Linked DNA regions of Mus musculus: regions 2 and 3 are each linked to region 1. The links are chromatin contacts, called in public HiChIP or PLAC-seq maps. All regions are on one chromosome and are shown on one strand. Each heading gives the region's core, a stretch centred on a gene start, on an enhancer-like site or on the middle of the called end of the contact. The rest is flanking DNA. Distances are from core to core; before and after follow the strand shown. Region 1 has its middle 14 kb from the start of Nol4l. Region 2 overlaps Hck (hemopoietic cell kinase). Region 3 has its middle 19 kb from the start of Ccm2l.

Evidence for each region. HiChIP or PLAC-seq counts read pairs in DNA pulled down with a chosen protein or histone mark.
Region 2: a contact with region 1 is called in an H3K4me3 HiChIP or PLAC-seq map of bone marrow-derived macrophages, with 5 times the contacts expected there. The contact joins two enhancer-like sites. A contact is called at or near these places in 2 of 115 datasets of contacts at active chromatin or transcription factors (bone marrow-derived macrophages and microglia) and 1 of 9 other capture datasets (embryonic stem cells).
Region 3: a contact with region 1 is called in an H3K27ac HiChIP or PLAC-seq map of large pre-B cells, with 3 times the contacts expected there. The contact joins two enhancer-like sites. A contact is called at or near these places in 2 of 39 promoter capture datasets (the 3T3-L1 cell line and the C10 cell line) and 2 of 115 datasets of contacts at active chromatin or transcription factors (embryonic stem cells and large pre-B cells).

The regions. Positions count from the first base shown.
Region 1 is chr2:153,541,774-153,545,748 of GRCm38.p6, forward strand. No RefSeq gene overlaps it. Among named protein-coding and RNA genes, the nearest start is that of Nol4l, 14 kb to the left of the region's middle. Within about 2 kb of position 2,473, at least 116 of the 459 cell types and tissues checked have an H3K27ac peak or open chromatin away from gene starts, as enhancers often do. A contact at or near this core is called in bone marrow-derived macrophages, where this site is marked.
Region 2 is chr2:153,118,119-153,121,776 of GRCm38.p6, forward strand. The region is part of intron 1 of Hck (hemopoietic cell kinase); the gene reads left to right. Among named protein-coding and RNA genes, the nearest start is that of Hck, 11 kb to the left of the region's middle. Within about 2 kb of position 2,218, at least 42 of the 459 cell types and tissues checked have an H3K27ac peak or open chromatin away from gene starts, as enhancers often do. A contact at or near this core is called in bone marrow-derived macrophages, where this site is marked.
Region 3 is chr2:153,082,560-153,086,496 of GRCm38.p6, forward strand. No RefSeq gene overlaps it. Among named protein-coding and RNA genes, the nearest start is that of Ccm2l, 19 kb to the left of the region's middle. Within about 2 kb of position 1,797, at least 111 of the 459 cell types and tissues checked have an H3K27ac peak or open chromatin away from gene starts, as enhancers often do.

The DNA.
Region 1 (3,975 bases), core at 1,223-3,722:
TTGCTTAAGCCAGATCACCTGTGTGGAAGCCTGTGGCCCACCTGCTGTGATTGTCTAAAGCAGAAGTAGCATCCAGAGCGGCTCCTGTGGTCTCCTGGCTCTAAATGGCCCAGAGGGGCTAAGGTACACAGAGGTGTTGACCCCGAGAGTAGATGCCACCAGCCAGTGTGACCAGTGAGGCTCAGGACCTGAGAAGCACAGGCAGAGCTCTTCCTCCTGACTGGACATCATCAACCAGTGCTGCTGGTCAGTCACACCGTGTGCTTGCCAGGTTCTCGGGGGCCCAGAGCACTCAACAAACATGAAGTATGGAAACAAAATCAGAGTCGGGGAGGGGCCTACCCTAGGGGCTTCACCCAGAACTTTTGGAAGTTTTACTCTCCAGGTGCCAGTACAGGTACGTACCTACATTCCACAACACCAGTAGGACGTGCCTGTGGGAGACCTCTGAAGGCAGGTAGGGTTACAGGGAGGGCATATCAGGCACTTTACCCCAGATCTCACCAGATAAGAAAGAAGCAGCGGAGGCCAGGAAGCCAGGAATCCCCGGCTGAAGCTTAGAAACTAACAGACCCTCTTTTAGAATCAAAGGGACTCAGTCCCTCTTCCTTACAGATAGAGAAACAGACAAGTGAAAGGATGTGTTAGCTACATCTGGGACTACAAAATCAGGAACACACAGAACAGAGGCCTGCCTGCTAAGTGAAAAGGGTCCATGGTTGGCACAAAGAGCCAGAGGCTGAGAGAGGCAGGGTGTGGGTGGGGGAGAAGGAGGCTGATACCAGGCTAAGTAAGTGGTCTGGACTCTGGGCCAGAATCATTTGAAATCATTGGTTTGGAAAGGTCTGGACACCGTCTGGCTAACGCAGTGCTGATATGTGTTCCTGCAGTCCTATCCCAGGAGACAGGGACAGTCTGAAAGTTTGAGGCAGTCAGGACTACACAGTAGAATGTGTATGACATATATGTCATATATGTATATGGGGCACTGCTGGTACTGCCTGGCCTGCAGGAGGGTGAGATGGATGCCCAGAGCCCTGGCAGAGCCATGGCCCTCTCTTCTCTCCTTCAGACTCACTTGCCTACTGTTGACTCAGAGGCTGCTGGGCATCTTGGTAAGAAGCATTTACACCTGAACCCATAGTCCCACCTAGAACCTGCTTGGCCCAGACCATCCTATGCCAGTGACCACTGCCTGTCTCTTGGCTGAAGCCTACCGTGCTTGACCCCGCCTTGACAGCAGATCTAGCCACAGACACTTCTGACTCTGTCTCCCCACTCCAGTGCTACCTCCAGTTGAAGCCACAGGCAGTAGCTTCTGCCTCCCTTGTCTCTTCTGACCCACAGCTGGCCCCACCGTGACTCACCAGAAGGAGACCACTAAAATGAATCATACCACCAGCTCTCTGCTCCAAAATCCCCTGTGACTTCCTACCTCTCTCAGAATAAAGTCATCTGCCTCGGTCCCTGGGGCTCTCATGCTCTGGCTTCCTGTCCTGCATGGCCTTTGTGCCCTAGCCTCTCACCCTTGTGGCCCACATTGCAGCACAGCTCCATAGCTCTCCTGGACCTAGGCATCTATCTGCACGTGGCATCCTCTGTTTGGCATGGCCTTCCCAGGGCCAGTAGTCATACCTGCATGTCAGTTAGCCACTGTCTCCTTCTCAGGAGGCCTGCCTGGCCTCCCCATTTAAGATGATAAGCCTGGGGTTGGGGGTGTGGCTCAACAGTAAAGTGGCTGCCTAGAACGCACTAGGCTCCGGGTTCCATCTCCTGTACATCATACAGATCTTTCTGGAAAATTCCACATTGCTTTCAGAAATCCTGTTTCGTTGTCATATTCATTCTGATTTTCTTAACTCACACTCCAAAGAATGTTAGCTTCTTGAGAACAAGAGTCTTTGAATCACTCAGGTTCTGATTAGCGTTGGCCACTGTGGGTACCATTGGGAAGGAACTCCATGTTGCTCAGCTCCTCTGAACCCCTGAGGGCTTCTCCTAGCAGCTAAAGGAGGACCACCGCTGAGACACAAGGGACTGGAGGTTCAGGGGCATTTGTGTGAAGTCACAAGGCCAGGTTACAGCAAGGCAAGCCCTAGACCCCAGGCCCAGCCTCCCTACCGTGCCTCAGCATCGGCTGGGAGCAACTCTGAGCAGCCTATATGGCATGGCCAAGAGAAGGCTGGCAGCAGGAACCAACAGCAACTCGAAGGAGGCAGTGTGGCGCAAGAAGGCATTGGGAAGGGCTGGCTCCATTCGGCTGCTGCCCAGTCCTTGGTGACAAAGGAAGTCAGCAGGATTGAAAATAAGTCTGCATTTTGGGAAGTGAAAGTGGGTGCTGAGTGAGGCTCACTCAGAGGAAACCTTGGGCCTCCTAGAGAGGCTGGGGGATGTGGGCAGCCTTGCCTCCAGAGCCTGGGGACTGTGGGCTTGGGCTAGGCTCTGTCCTGGCCATATCGCTTCTGCTTGCTGAGCCTTGGTTTCCTTATCTGTGCAGAGCCTACTGAAGCTCCTGCCTCACTGGGACCCGGAGAAGTAGAAGACCAGACCCTGAAGGCAAGGTTTCCAGAGCTGCCTCTGCACTTCCTTCTCTATGGAGCCCCAAGTCAGAAAAAAGACTCCCCCAGCCAGGATCACCAACTCCTCAAATTGCCTCTTGCTTTCTCTGCATGTGTCTTCCTCAAGAAGAGCTGAGATCGCTTCTGGGTCTTCATGGGGTCCTTAAGGCACAGTTTAGGGACCTGACATACAGGAAGTGGCCCACGCTGGGGCCCCATAGGGGATGTGAGGGCAGACACTGGCAGATGCCCTCGAAGCAGCCAGCCCCTGTCCTTAGAGGTCAGCTTGGATTGTAGTAAGAGAAGGTTACCAAGGGTAGAATTCATGTTTGCCTGGGTGAAGTTTATTTCTTTTCAAAATGGAAGAAGCACTTGGAAAGGAGATTCACAGCATCTGTCCCAGGTCAGTGAGACGTATATCACAGAGCACCACCCCCGACTGGCCAGAGTGTGCCTCAGCAGGGCCGCCCTGCTTTCCCCAGCCCCTGCCCTGGTGGGAACTAACTCTAGACACAGAAAGTTTCCCCAGTGTAGGTGCAGACTCCTCCATTGCTAAACTCGGAGAGCTCTGAGGAAGGTCGATGCCAACTGTCTGCAGGGGTCCCGATACCATCCAGGCTTCCAGAAGGATACTAGGAAGGTTAGGCCACTTGCCTACAACAAATTAAGTCCAAGAAGGGAGGGTACCCAGCCTTCTTGACTTCCCATGTCAGGGTGGAAAACATGCCATCTGCTCAGAGCTGCTGGTAGTGGAGGGTGGGGGTTGGGGTGGGAGAGAGTGGGGGGAGGGTGGCAGAGCATGCCTGACACCTAGAATCCTCCCACAGCAGCAAGCAGGACAACTTCTGACAGGGATGAGAACGAAAGGGTCTCTCGGGACACCCCTCCCTCTCTGAGTCCTCACCCTTACTGGCTCTCAAGGGCTCCCAATGTCCCTAAGAGACTTCAAAGCAGGGAACCAACTCTGAGGGCCCATATAACTCTGAGAGCCCCAGGCCTCCCTTCCTGCCTACCTTATGTGTGCCCTCTTGTAGGCTCAAGTGCCCTGTGCACTCACAGAGGTGGGAGGGGTTGTCATACCCTCACTTGGATGTTAGCTTTGGTCAGTCTCTTCTCACAGATGGAAAGACTCTTACACCTGACAGGCAGGACTCAACATCTGAAAGCAGCTCTTCCATAGGCTCCCAGCCCCAGGAGGGAATAAGAGGCCTGAGGCCACTCATCCCCTACCACTGCCACATCCCTGACAACTTGTCACATCAACCTCCAGATTGGCACTAGCCTGCTCTGTGCACTAATCTGACCCCCCTGACAAGCAGATGGAGAAGACCTCAGGGCACTCACCCCCACTGCTTAGCTGTGTGACCCTGGGCAGAAGAATTGACATCTCTGGGCTGCGGGGTTTGGCCTATGAAGT
Region 2 (3,658 bases), core at 968-3,467, 420 kb before region 1:
CTCTCTCTCTCTCTCTCTCTCTCTCTCTCTCTTTGATTTGGTTTTTCAAGACAGGGTTTCTCTGTGTAGTCCTGGCTGTCCTGGAACTCACTCTGTGGACCAGGCTGGCCTCGAACTCAGAAATCCGCCTGCCTCTGCCTCCCAAGTGCTGGGATTAGAGGCGTGCGCCACCACTGCCTGGCCTCTGGCCACTCTTATTCAGTGTAGTGCTTGAAGTCTTATCCAGAGCAATAAGACAAGAAAAAGGAACACAAATAGAAAAGGAAGAAGTCAGATCACCCCCATCTGAATAGTACATGATCTGTAACCTTGGGGTGGTTTGTTTGTTTGTTTGTTTGTTGTGATTTGGTTCATTTTGTGCATTTTCTGAACCAGGATATCTCTTTGGTGGCAGGCTGGCCTTGAACTCTCTATGTAGCTCAGGTTAGCCTTGAATTCATGTTGTTCCTCCTACCTCAATCTCTCAAGTGCCAGGTTGTAAGCTGTTGGTTTATGATCCTACACCTAAAAGCCTCTACAGATTCTACCAGAAAACTCTTAGCCCTAATAAATGTTTCCAGCTAAGTAGCAGGCTAAAAGGTCAACATTGAAAATCAGTAGATTTTCTATATCTGAATAATGAACTTGTTGAAAACTAAATCAGGAAAAAAAAAATCCTACTCACAACAGCTCTTTAAAAATACCCAGAAATCAATCTAACCAAGGAGATAAAAGACATCCATAGTGGAAACTTCAAGACACCGAAGAAAGAAATTGAAGGAGATGCTAGAAGAGGGAGAGATCCTCCATCTTCATGGGTTAACAAACTCAATCCTGAGACAATGCTAAGTTACCAAAAGCAATCTGCAGTTTCAGTATAATACCCATAAAAACCCCAATGGCATCCTTCACAGAAATAGGAAAACAAAACAAAAAACAAAAACCCTTTCCTCCTTCCCATCAGTGAGCAATTTCTAGTTTCCTGGATTTTACTTCAGGTTAAACACACAAACCTAAAGATTCAGAGATAGGATCCACATGTGAGTGAGAGAATTTGACATCTGTTTTTCAGGGTCTGAGTGACAGTAATAACCATAGATGCAATAGTAGTATAAAGGCAGAGACATAGCCAAGAACTTTATTTTTTTAATATTTATTTATTTATTATATGTACGTACACTGTAGCTGTCTTCAGACACTCCAGAAGAGGGTGTCAGATCTTATTACGGATGGTTGTGAGCCACCATGTGGTTGCTGGGATTTGAACTCAGGACCGTTGGAAGAGCAGTCAGTGCTCTTACCCACTGAGCCATCTCGCCAGCCCAGCCAAGAACTTTATGATTGGATTTAAGGCCTGCTATGCAGAAGGGAACCAATGGTGCCTAGTTTTGTTTTTTATTTTGTTTTTGTTTTTAATCTGCCCAAGAACCCACAGTTGGGGGAGCTCATTGGTCCCAAGTGTGAACATACTACTACTGTTTTACTAATAAACATCGAACCAAGATGAGTGCCACTCTCAGGTCTTATCAGAAAAGTTTCTTTGTGCAAAGCATGATGGTTAATGCAGAAACTAGCTGTTGATAAACTGTGAGTGCACGTGTAAAAGGAGGGAACTTGATCCATGCATCTCACTCTGTACAAAACCAACTCGGCCTTCATGTAAGACTCGAACCTGCTGCGAAAAGCACAGGCGAGGTTTTCCTGCAAAGGACTCCAAGAGTTATGAATGAGCTTGTGTAAGATTAAAAGGTTCTGCAGTCTGTGGAATGGAAAAGGATACTTTCTAGCTATAAGTCAGAGAAGTGATTAATAATGACAATATTAAAAACTGCAAGAGCTAAATGACAAGAAGCCAAGTCATCTAATCAATACATGGGATATGACTGAATATGCCAGAGTTCTCAAAGAAAAAAATACATGGTCAATACCATTTGAAACAAATGTTCAACACCTTTAGCTAACAGGGAACTACACATTAAAGCTAGATTGTACTTTTATCTCACCCATTCAGAATGGCTATCATCAAGAAAACCAATGAGGCTGAGGCAGGGGAACTGTGGTGAGTGAGTTTTAGGCTAGCCTGGGCTACATAGTGAGCCTTTGTCTTAAACAAAAAGCAAAGGGACAGTGACAAATGCCAGTGAGGCCGTGGGGAAAGTCGATGCTGATGGGTGTGGCTAAGTGTAGCCACCATGGACGTCAATATGAAGGTTCCTCAAAACCCTAAAGCTAGAGCTACCATGTGACCCAGCTGTCCGGCTTCTGGGTATATACCCGAAGGGTTGGAAGCCAACACAGCTGCACAGCCTCGTTTATTGCTGCACTAGTCGCCATGGCCAGCAAGTGGAACCAGCCTAGAGATCTATCAGCAGCTGAATGGATAAAGAAAGTGAGATACATATACAGAATGGAGTATTACTCGTCTGTAAAGAAGAATAAAATTATGCAGTTTTAAGAAAAGAGAGTGAGACTGAAGCCCATTAGAATAGGTAGAATAAGCCGGGCTTGGGAAAACAAATACCATTTTTCTATCAAAAGCAGAACCTAGATATAAATTTGCATATACATGTATGGTGTGTGTGTGTGAGGGAGGGAGGAGGAGGCCTAGAGGGAGGAAGGAGGAGGAAAGACAAAGGATATAAGTTAACATAAAAGCCGGTTGTAGTAAATGCGTATGACACGAAGTCTCTCACCTTAACCATTTTAAGTGTGTAGCTCAGTGGCATTTAAATACATTCATAATGTGCCACCATTATCATCGTCCACCTTAATATCCTCCATCATCTTCTAAAACTCAAGATGCCTCCGTTCAATAAAACTCCCTCCACCCCTCCTGCTCCAGGCCATCACCAATCTAACTGTCTCTAACAATGGAGTCTCTCTATGTGTGGCTTTGAGATGTAATTCTGTGTGTTTGAATTTCACTTCTCAACTTGATCCAAGGAGCAAAAGCCATATGTGGTTTGTTTAGGTGACCAGTCACTGGAAGATGGCTCAGCAGTAAAGTGCTCACCAGCAAGCCTGACAACCTGTTTGGATCCACAGAACTACATAAAGCTAGCCACAGCTGCACGTGTGTTTAATCCACCATCCGTGGAAGAATGGGAGGTGGAGGCAGGAGAATGAGTCACCAAAAGCTCTCAGGTCAGCTAGCCTGCCACAGGCAGAGGGTGAACCAGAGACAATGGACACGGAGCAATCAGAGTTTATTCTGGAGCTGAGAGCCATAGTCAGGAATGCAGATTTAGGTCACCCCAAATTCCATCTTCCAACATGGAAGTTGTCTCATGAAGTTTTTATAGTAACAAGACAAAGAGAATTAGGAATCATGACGCTTTTCAAATTCATCAGTGGGCTCGTGAATTAGGTGGCTACAGCAAAGTGGGAGAATCTCTGCTATGGGCTTCAGATGCTAGCTGACAGCTTTCTTAACCCTTTGAATGGTGGAAAAATAGGGGCTTGTTAAGTCAATACTTTCCAGAAGGTTTATATCTCTTAGCCACTGAATTTTATAGGTGGCCAAGGAATGGCTATCTAGGAGAGTCAAGATCACCTGTAATTAGGCTCTGGACCTGCAACATTGTAGCCTTTCTACATCGGTGGTGATGTTATCAGTCAATCAGGTTTTGCAGACACAAAATTCTCCTTCACAAGGACCTGTTTCAAAACACAGCGGAAG
Region 3 (3,937 bases), core at 547-3,046, 460 kb before region 1:
CAGGTGGGCTGCCCCATGCCCAGATCACTCTGTAACATTTTTTTTTTTTTTTTGGTTTTTCGAGACAGAGTTTTTCTGTGTAGCCCTGGCTGTCTGGCACTCACTTTGTAGACCAGGCTGGCCTCGAACTCAGAAATCTGCCTGCCTCTGCCTCCCGAGTGCTGGGATTAAAGGCGTGCGCCACCACGCCCAGCCACTCTGTAACATTTTTAAGACCCAGCCATATTATTGTGGGGAAATCTAGCTCATTGCGTTCAACAGCTGCCAGCTCCCTGAAGCATTTAAGCATCCCCTCTATTCATCCCACCCCGATGATGGATGCCTAGCTTGCTTTCAACTCTCTCTTACCACAAACACTGCTGAGATGAACACCTCTGTCACTAACCCTTGTGGACCCACATGAAGATTCTTATGGGCTCTGCCAGGAGTGGAATTAGTAGATCCCAGATATATGTGTTTAAATTTCACAAACCCCTTCTAGAAAGACCCATCCTCAGCTTGCGAGCAATGCTGCTGTCTCGTGCACTCGTCAGTTTTTTTTAAAGCCTGTCTATAGCCATTGTCATCAGTTAGGATGTGGCAACTGAGCAGGACTCGGTCTCAAACACAAACACACACACACACACACACACACATATGCATACACATATGCACACATACACACCAGACAAATACATGTATATCATGCTTTCTTGCAATTTCATGAGATCTGTGTTGTTGTTGTTGTTGTTGTTGTTGCGATACTGTCTGTGTATCCCAGGCTGCTTTCAACCTTCTGATCCCCCTAAGTTATAGATTACAGATGAGTGCTGCTGCATGCGTTGTGGAATGCTCAGCATCCTGAATTCCAGGTGAGCCCGCTCCTAAGTACTTCCCCACCTAACCCTGGAATCTGGAGCCTCCTCCTGAGCGCAGTGGACCTGGGGCTTCCCCTGCTGGCTACAAACTGCTCCTTTGGACTGTTTGTTCATTTCCATGGGGTTTTCCGGGTTTCTCTACATTCGCTTGCAAGAATAGTAATCACATTTTAGATACGACTCCCTTGTTTGGTGTTGCTGTTCCACATACCTTCTCCCAATATGTTGCCCATCTGTTAAGCTTCTAGCATCGATTGACTAACTTCAACGTGCGTACGCTGGAGTTTCCGTGAAGGCTTGCTAGAAGAGATGGTTGAGCCACATACCCAGAGTTCCTGACTTGGGAGGGTAGAGGATTCGGCTGGAAGTTTACTCTGCCAACACGAAGAGCGACAAGCATTAGCACTGCTAGCGATCGGGGAACTCATGTGGAGAACAGCTAGCCCCTGGTGCTTCTATTGAACAAATTTGCTCATTTTACTGAGCTCACTCATTACTTTTGATGTTATCAGGTGTCTTTCCTCAGCTTGTGAGTGAGTGGCCTGGCTCTCAGGAAGCAGAAGTCAGGAAGCCATGTTGCACAGTGATCTGCCATGTGAACTTACCAGAGTTCTTTTTTTCAGCCTCCGTCCTGCCTTGCCCTGCTAGAAGGGATGTAGCAATGTTAGGTCACACTGGAACCTGAGGCCTCAGGAGTGAGTCTTAGGGAGTTGCTGAGGGAGGCAGCCTCTCTTAAAGGCCTTGGGCTTTTAAGAACTCAGATTCTTGCTTACAGTAATAGCCAGGATACCACGGTGGGGCTGTGAGAGGTACGAGGATGGTGCTTGCCCCATAGCCTTGAGCATGGGGCAATTTCCCTCACAGTCAAGGAAGTCCATACTTGCCCTAGAATGCTCATAGTAACAAAGTGATGTGACCGCTTGCTGTCAGAGGTCCTGTGGGCCTGGCTGGGCAGCCTAGGCAATGAGCCTAGGAACTCTGGCCACACTTCCTCCTGTGACATGCTACATCCTGCCAGGGTCACTTCCTATCATGGTTCAGTTCCTGGCATCGAAAGATGGGGAAGTCCCCTAGGGTAGGACAGCTGGCTCCAAAGACCTCTGGGGATCATGCAAGTGTGGGACTTCATCCCCAGCTGGCTCCTCTGGGGAGTTTGATCCAAGTGGTAAAGACATGTGGTAACTAAGTGAAACTGTGCCCTATATAGAGACCTCGCCCACAACTGCCTCCTGCCCCTCTGCTTCTTTCCAGCTAGAGACTCCTAGATGGCGTCTGGGGACTTCCAACTGTGTGATGGGGGTGAGGCCCCTGCCATTCAATCCTCAAGCATTTAGAGAATGCCTACTCTGTGTCCCGTTTTGTGCTAGACACCAGAGGGAGACAAAGCACATTTCCTACCAACACAACTCCTGGGTATGGGTGCAGGTGGGTGGGTGTGAGTGGGTGGATGCGGGTGGGTGGGTGTGAGTGGGTATGGGTGTGAATGGGTGAGTGTGAGTCAGTGTGGGTATAGGTGGGTGGGTGTGGGTGCATGTGGATGGCCGTGGGTGTGAGTGGGTGGGTGGGATGTGTAGTCTGAGTGAGAGGTCTCAACACAAGCTGGGTGTGGTGGCACATTATTGTAAGTAACTTCATCCTCTGAGAGGCTGGTGTAGGAGGATCATAAATTTGAAGCCAGCGTGGGCTGTGGAGCTGCTACTGCTCCTCTTGTTGTTGTTGTTGTTGTTGTTGTTGATGATGATGATGATGATGGTGGTGGTGATGATGATGAATAACATTATAGAGTTCTCTCAGTTATAAAACGTTATAAAAATCAAAGAATGAGAAACGTTGTCTTTCTGGGTAATCTGGAAGAGACTTTGAAACAGAGGTGGTTTATGAGCAAGGTGTGTTCTAGAACAAACAAGGCTTGAAGCAAAGGGGACAATGGAGAGGAAGAGTCCTCTAGGCCGGGACCTGGGCATGGAGAGAGACAGGAAACTCAAAGGAACATGATAACCAGTTAGACATGGGTGCTATGATCAGACTGAATGGTTTTGAATCCCAAAACTGTCACCTGCTAGTTGGGAAAACTTGGGTAACTCCTTAAACATTTCTGGGCCTTGAGTTTCTTCTCTGTAAGATGGAGATAGGAACACATCACAATTATAGAGCCTGTGGAGCTTGCGAAACATAGACCTTACTATGTAGCTGGGTTCTCTGGGCCTCAAGTTCAAGGCCAGCCAGGGCTACGTAGTGAGACCTAGCTCAAAAATAGACAGAGTACATGTAGTAGGTGTTCAATAATTTCAGTAAATGCAGATGCTGGTATTGCTGGAGGAGCAGGGGGGTGTGGGATGACATCAGAGTGGGTAGAGGCTTATAGATAAGGAAACCAGAGAATCATAAAGACTGAGGAGCCCTGCCGGGGCAGGCCAGGAGCTGCTACAGAGGAGAGTGGGGACGGGGCGGAGGCGGGAGCAACCTTAGGAAGATCTCAGACAGGGGAGGGGAAGAGAGGAGTGAGTCCATTCAGAAAGGAAAGGAAGAGGACTTCTTAGCATGAAGACCGTGGCCTTTTGGAATAGACAGACTACTAATGGGCATTAATGGGTTTCTATTTTTGCTGTATTAAGCCAAGATTTCACTCTGTGGCCCAGGCCGGTAGCAAGCCCTCAGCAATGCTCCTGTTTCTGCCTCTCTAGTACTGGGATTACAGGTTAAACTCCATAGGATTACAGGTTAAACTCCATAGGATTATGGGTTAAACTCCATAGTTCCTTCGAAATTATTGGTCTGACTACTTCTCACCTAGGCTGAGGGGTACAGATTTGGAAGGCCCCACTCTTACATTTCCATCCTTCCTAGGAGCTCAGATGCAGGACAAACGGAGGCCATAAAGCCAGGCCAGCCTGCCTTGTCTTACTAGTAGTTTCCTGTCATAGTAAGCGCATAACCTTCAGCACCAGCCACTGCCATCATCTGCAAAACTGACAAGTGCCCGATGCCCCTCCTCCCTCCCCCACTCCTCCTGACTCCCCTCACAGCTGGTTCTAGCACCACTCTGTAGACTCTGATGTGACTGGCAGACAATGGTGTGA